Linked DNA regions of Mus musculus: region 2 is linked to region 1. A link is a contact called in public HiChIP or PLAC-seq data. All regions are on one chromosome and are shown on one strand. Each heading gives the region's core, a stretch centred on a gene start, on an enhancer-like site or on the middle of the called end of the contact. The rest is flanking DNA. Distances are from core to core; before and after follow the strand shown. Region 1 holds the start of Lhfpl3 (lipoma HMGIC fusion partner-like 3). Region 2 overlaps Lhfpl3 (lipoma HMGIC fusion partner-like 3).

Region 1 (2,789 bases), core at 174-2,673:
ACAGTACACTGAACAGAGGGAAGATCACTGGTGCTAGTGAAGCCAGTTTTCTCCTCGCCTGCTTTCCTAACACCCCTTCCCCAAAATGAGGTCTTGAGAAATCCCCATTCTCCCAAGACGTCTCTGCCTGTTTAGAGATGAAATGGAAGGACCTTGGCTGACAAGGAGACGCTGGAGGTGTGGCATCGAGGAACTGCTAAGGAACACTCTACGCTACATTTTTTTTTTTCTTTTTAAGAAAACCGGGGGAGGGAGGGGTGCCTAAACAAAATTAGGATTTACTCATCACCAGATGGATGATAAAATATTTATGGTTGCCAAAGACAAATTTACACGCCCCCCCCCCTTCCTCCCAACACTCACACACCCTGAAGCAAAGGCGGAAATAATCCAGGGAAGGGCAGAACAGGTTGGCTTGCTCTAAATCCTCTTTTCACCCGCTTGTACCAGACTCCCCTAGTCCCCAGCTCACGCACATAAACACACACACACACACACACACACACACACACACACACACACACACGGAGCCCAGCCTCTAAGTGGCCACTTCTCCGCCCCACTACCCCATCATTAGTTCTGAGCGGACTCTGCCCAACAACTGCTCAGCCTCCAAGGCGTCCCTATGGGTGGCGTCCCTAGCATCCAAGAGGTTCGGAAACGCCTGGGGACCTGGCGCCAGTGCCAAGGTTGAGGAACCTGGGGGTTCCTCCTTCCACGCCTTCAACCTGAGAGAGGATTAAGTTGTCCCGGACTGGCAGAGCTCAGGAAGCGGTCCCTCCCACTCCAGCCTCTCTGGAGCTCGGACACCCAGGGGTCCCCTGCCTCCGTGGAGGTGAGCGCGCACTCACCGGAGGTGAGCTGCATCCAAGCACAGATCTTGTACACGGTGGCTGTGTTGCAGAAGAAGAAGAGGGTAAAGCAAACGATGCAGGCGATGATGAGCATCATGGAGAGGCCGATGAAGAAGGAGGCGGCTTTGAAGGCGCCCGAGGGCAGCGTGGAGAAGTCCGTGAAGCTACCCCTGCAGGTCAGCTCCCGGGAGAAGCCGTTGCCGATGCAGTAGTGGAAGAGCCCGAAATAGCCGGCTTGCGGGGTGTCCACGCCGTCGCCGATCCAGTAGGGCTGGATGAAGCACACCACATTGACGATGGCAAAGCAGATGGTGAAGATGGCCCACAGCACGCCGATGGCCCGCGAGTTCCGCACATAGTTGGTGTGGTACAGCTTGGCAGCCTCCTGAGCCGGGAGCATCGCGGCGGCGGCGGCGGCGGCTCCGGGCATTCTCCCCCTCCTCCTCCTCCTCCCGGTCCTCCGCCTCCCCCCGCCTCTCGGCGCGCAGGAGACACACTCGCCGAGCGAGCGGCGTGCGTTGCAATTCCCCTGCCTCCGCCTCAGCCCAGCAGCACCAGTTCTAGAGTCTGCACCCTCGCTCCCGGAAGGAGGGAGGGGGAGCGTGGAGCACCCCTCCGGCTCGCCAGGCACAGCCTCCCGCCCCCCTCTTCCCTCCCTCCTGGACCCGGCTCCAGCCCTGCTTTGCACCCTCCACTCCTCTGCTCGTTGCTGCAGCTGCTGCAGCTGAAGCCTGCGAGCCCTCACGCCCCCTTACTCTTCATCTCGCCTTTGACCCTCTTTCCTGTAGGCTCTGCTGGTGCCCCAGGTCACAGAGGATCGCGGCTACCAGGAGATGCTTCTTAAGTGCCAGGAGCAAGAGAAGCAGACGTGGAGTTATAAGAGCGCGCCCAGAGGAATCCTAGAGGCACTCCCTGGATCCTGGAGGATGTGCTGCTGGCCAAGAGGCTGATCCTGAGCTTTTCATCACCGCACAGGAACGTGCTTTGACCTCTGCATCTCTGCAGGGAAAAAAAGAGGCAGCCTTATGGCAGGTGTAGGTGAGAAAGGAAGAGAGATGTGGTTCCCGGGGAGGTATCCCTGTTAAAACCACAGAATTGCCCCAAGCTAACTCTTAGGTGACCTCAGGTTGGCAGATGGAGACAGGAGAAGTTGGGCAGAAGTCTGTCACACAATAATGTAGAAGTCACGCCTGGAGGGTGATCCTCTATTGTTTCTCGTCCCACTTTTCCACTATGCAACCAAATGAACTATGGCAAATGGAAACCCCAAGCTTCGCTTGAAGTCAAACCTTTTCTCTCCCACGCGGCTTGCAATAGATGGGGCCTGCATGCACAGAAGTAGTTATCACAGAATTTTAGAGTTTGTTTGAAAACATCGGATAATTTGGCAGGTGTTTCATTTATTGCACAAATACTCATTGGCAGCTAGCATGTGCTAAAGATAAAGAGGGATAAAGATAAATGGGATGAGTGCCTTAACAGTGGAAGTATTTCCACCTCTCCCACAACCAAAAGCTCCAGTTAACCCGAGAATTGGTTTTAGTGTAATTTCCCCGGATCGTCTGCAAACAATCTCTTGCACAATTAATGTGTACTTTACACTGTCCCCTTCTCTCATTTACTTTCTCCATTCTTGATACTGCCCTTTTTTACAGCCCTTTCAAAATGAGTTGCTCATTGCTATCTCTATTTTTTTTTTCCTGTGGTCGGTTACTATCTGGTTCCTTCTGAACCGTATAGCAAACCGACAATGCTCAATTGCAGGAATAGATTTTGGTACAAATAATCTTAAACTCCACAATGTAATGCTGCATTCTTTGAGCAGATGAAAGAATGCGCCCATAGACTCATCCAGAAGTCTGTACTATGTAAATTACCCTTCAGTAAAATTGGGCCCAACGTGTAAATGATGGAGATTAATTATGCTCTTGATCT
Region 2 (2,763 bases), core at 176-2,675, 260 kb before region 1:
ACATCTTTGCTTGCTCAGAAAAATTTTACCTTGCTCTTTTTAAGTGCTTTTCCTTTGACAACTAGTATGATGGTAAACTCATGTATGTATGTATGTATGTATGTATGTATGTATGTATGTATGTATGTATATAATACTTACCTATTTTATATTACAGAGGCATTGCAAGAGAGGAGGCATTCCCTTGTTAGTAACTTTTCCAGGCAGCCAAGGACATATTTCCAGAAAATCCACCAGCATGGCACAGAACCACGTGCAATTCAACAAGTCAAAGCTTTTTCCTCTCCAACAGGAGGACCTGGGTCATCGTCCTGGAAGACGAAGAAGGAACTTTTCCCTGAGTATTCACATCATCCAAGAAGTCATGGATGGCTTCAGGAGAAGTTTGGAAAGTATCTTTGGACAGGATGGACACATTGAGCTCGTTACTATTCAGCCAATCTTTCATCTTCCCTCTGCTTCCTCTCTTTCCTCCCTTCTCCTCTTCTCAGTGCTGCAGAGTGAGTTTAAGGCCCTTTGCATTCTGGTTCATTGCTCTGCAACCGAAACGTCTCTTTAAGTTACCTTTAAGTTACAAAGGGGATTCGAAGGCAGAGGACAGAAGCAGCCCTTCCTTCCCCATGCTCTCTCTCCTCAAACTGTACAATTTATTTTATTGTTGGCAGACTTTGTAAGTTGCCTGCTCTAGCTATGCTTCTGAGTATCTATTGTATACTTAGTCTCATAATGAGGTTTGACACTCATCCTTTTCCTCTTCTGGTGCTTCCAGCTTCTCAGACTAAGCAGCTGCCAGTTTCCCTGACTGTCTAAGTTTGCCTATGGCCATTATGTAACTTTGCAGCCTCTGTGGTCACATGAATCAGTCTACTAACCTCCTCATATATGTGTGTGGGAGCTCCAATGTGATATGCAGTATAACTTATGAATTTAAATGTTTGTAATCTCCTTTATACAACTGCTGAGACCCTGCCAGGAAGTAATCAATGCCACCAAAGCAGGTGCTTTGTCTTTTATTTCTCCTGAATTTCTTCCTTGAGGGACCTGGTTCTTTGCTCACTGGAGGCTCATTGTTGAATTGGAGCTGACTGCTGCAGGAGAAGTATAATACAAAAGGAAGCATCATATTCTTGAAGCATATGCAAAATTAAAAATATACACAGTTCACTTGGAAAGTTTTCTACTTGGTCCAGTGGAGAATCAACATTACAGTCAACAGAAGACTCAGCTAGGCACGGGAGCATAGACACCATCTTAAAAGGCCAGTGTCGCTGAGATACACTGGCCATGTAAATTACCATAAATAGAATTTTAAAGACTTTCCAAACAGAAATGGGCCACTTTTTATGCATCAGGTCTGAGTTATGAGTAATGAGCTGGAATACAGCCATTCCATCAGCACTGAAGCCAGCCCTGGTGTTACACTGTCTCTGCAGGGTTGGACATATACAATGACAAATAACAGAAGGCTTGCAAAGAGCTTCCCAGTAGATCTGGGCAGGGCAGGCAGAACAGATGTGATGAGGGTCTCTTGAAGAAGATGAGTTGCTAACAGCCCAGTAAGTACTGCAAGGTGAACAATACTAGCTTGTTGCCATCAGGAGCAAATTAAATGATTTTGATTTCCAATTATAGAAAGCAATGCAAGGAACAGATTGCTTCTGATCTGCATTCACCACACTGATCTCAGTGACATAAGCAATGACCTTTGAATACAAAGGACAGAGTGAAAGGGGCCACTCTGACAGGGAATAAGGAACACCTACACCCTATAAAAGACAGCTTTGCCAATTATCGGCTGGTGACATGAATAAGCTATTTTTGGCTAAATAAATAGCTGTGTTACATTTACACAAAAGAAATAAAAGGAATAACCCCCAAATAAGATGATTTGACAAAAAGCAAGGTAGTATTTTAAAGCAACACTTCAGACATTTGGTTAAATGATAGTTTTGGAATATCTTAAGTTAATGTTTGCTATAAGTACTGCTGGAGACAGCCATAAATCCCTTAGATTTGAGAAGCCTGCTTTACATTCAAGATCAGAAATCTACCACGTAAGGAATAGCTTCTAAAAAGTGTGACCTAAGTGGCCAGAGATGACATCATTCATCAATGAAAATAGAATTGTAGTCCACATTTAATATCTTTAAAAACAAAACAAAACAAATCTTTAGTTATATTCACACTGGAAAATCTTGTAAAAACCTGAGAAAGCCCACATTTATGTCAGAGCAAATCTCAGTAATAGGACTATAGCTTTATTTCTCTCACATAATACTGCTACTTACTCACAATGCTGAGCACACAATGCCACTTCTTGCAAATAATCTAACAATTCTGCACATACAATGAGTTCCTTGACAATTGCACCTGAGACTGAAGAGGAGATGTATTAACCACATTTAGCATTCCAATGACAGAGTCTCCAAGCAAATGCTATTTATGTCATCACTGGCAAGTCCCCAAGACACACTTGATAAATACCCTCATTACATCATCAGATACAAAATCATTGAACATTTGATTTTCTTTCACTTGTCCAATTGTACAACTTGATTTCCCAGCATCTGAGGATTATGTATGCTAGAGCTGTGATTTTTTTTGATTCTTGGTGCTTTATCTTAGCTAAGCATGACAGTGATTTAGAAAAAGCTTTGCCTAGTGTAGTATTAAGACCTGATTGGCAATATACCTTATACACACCATTATTATTACTCTTCTCTCTCTCTCTCTCTCTCTCTCTCTCTCTCTCTCTCTCTCTCT

The links. HiChIP or PLAC-seq counts read pairs in DNA pulled down with a chosen protein or histone mark.
Region 2: an H3K27ac HiChIP or PLAC-seq map of neural progenitor cells shows a contact between it and region 1, with 8 times the contacts expected there. The contact joins the enhancer-like site here to the promoter of Lhfpl3 in region 1. A contact is called at or near these places in 4 of 39 promoter capture datasets (epiblast stem cells, frontonasal cranial neural crest, maxillary cranial neural crest and 1 more), 3 of 115 datasets of contacts at active chromatin or transcription factors (embryonic forebrain, forebrain and neural progenitor cells) and 1 of 9 other capture datasets (adipose tissue).

What each region holds. Positions count from the first base shown.
Region 1 is chr5:22,744,688-22,747,476 of GRCm38.p6, reverse strand. It overlaps Lhfpl3 (lipoma HMGIC fusion partner-like 3), which reads right to left and starts at 1,423. Exons shown (of 3, transcript NM_029990.2): 1 at 852-1,423. The coding sequence starts at 1,284. It overlaps A930003O13Rik (RIKEN cDNA A930003O13 gene), which reads left to right and starts at 593. Exons shown (of 3, transcript NR_027362.1): 1 at 593-1,892.
Region 2 is chr5:23,002,268-23,005,030 of GRCm38.p6, reverse strand. All of the region lies in intron 1 of Lhfpl3 (lipoma HMGIC fusion partner-like 3), which reads right to left. Among named protein-coding and RNA genes, the nearest start is that of A930003O13Rik, 260 kb to the right of the region's middle. Within about 2 kb of position 1,425, at least 8 of the 459 cell types and tissues checked have an H3K27ac peak or open chromatin away from gene starts, as enhancers often do. A contact at or near this core is called in neural progenitor cells, where this site is marked.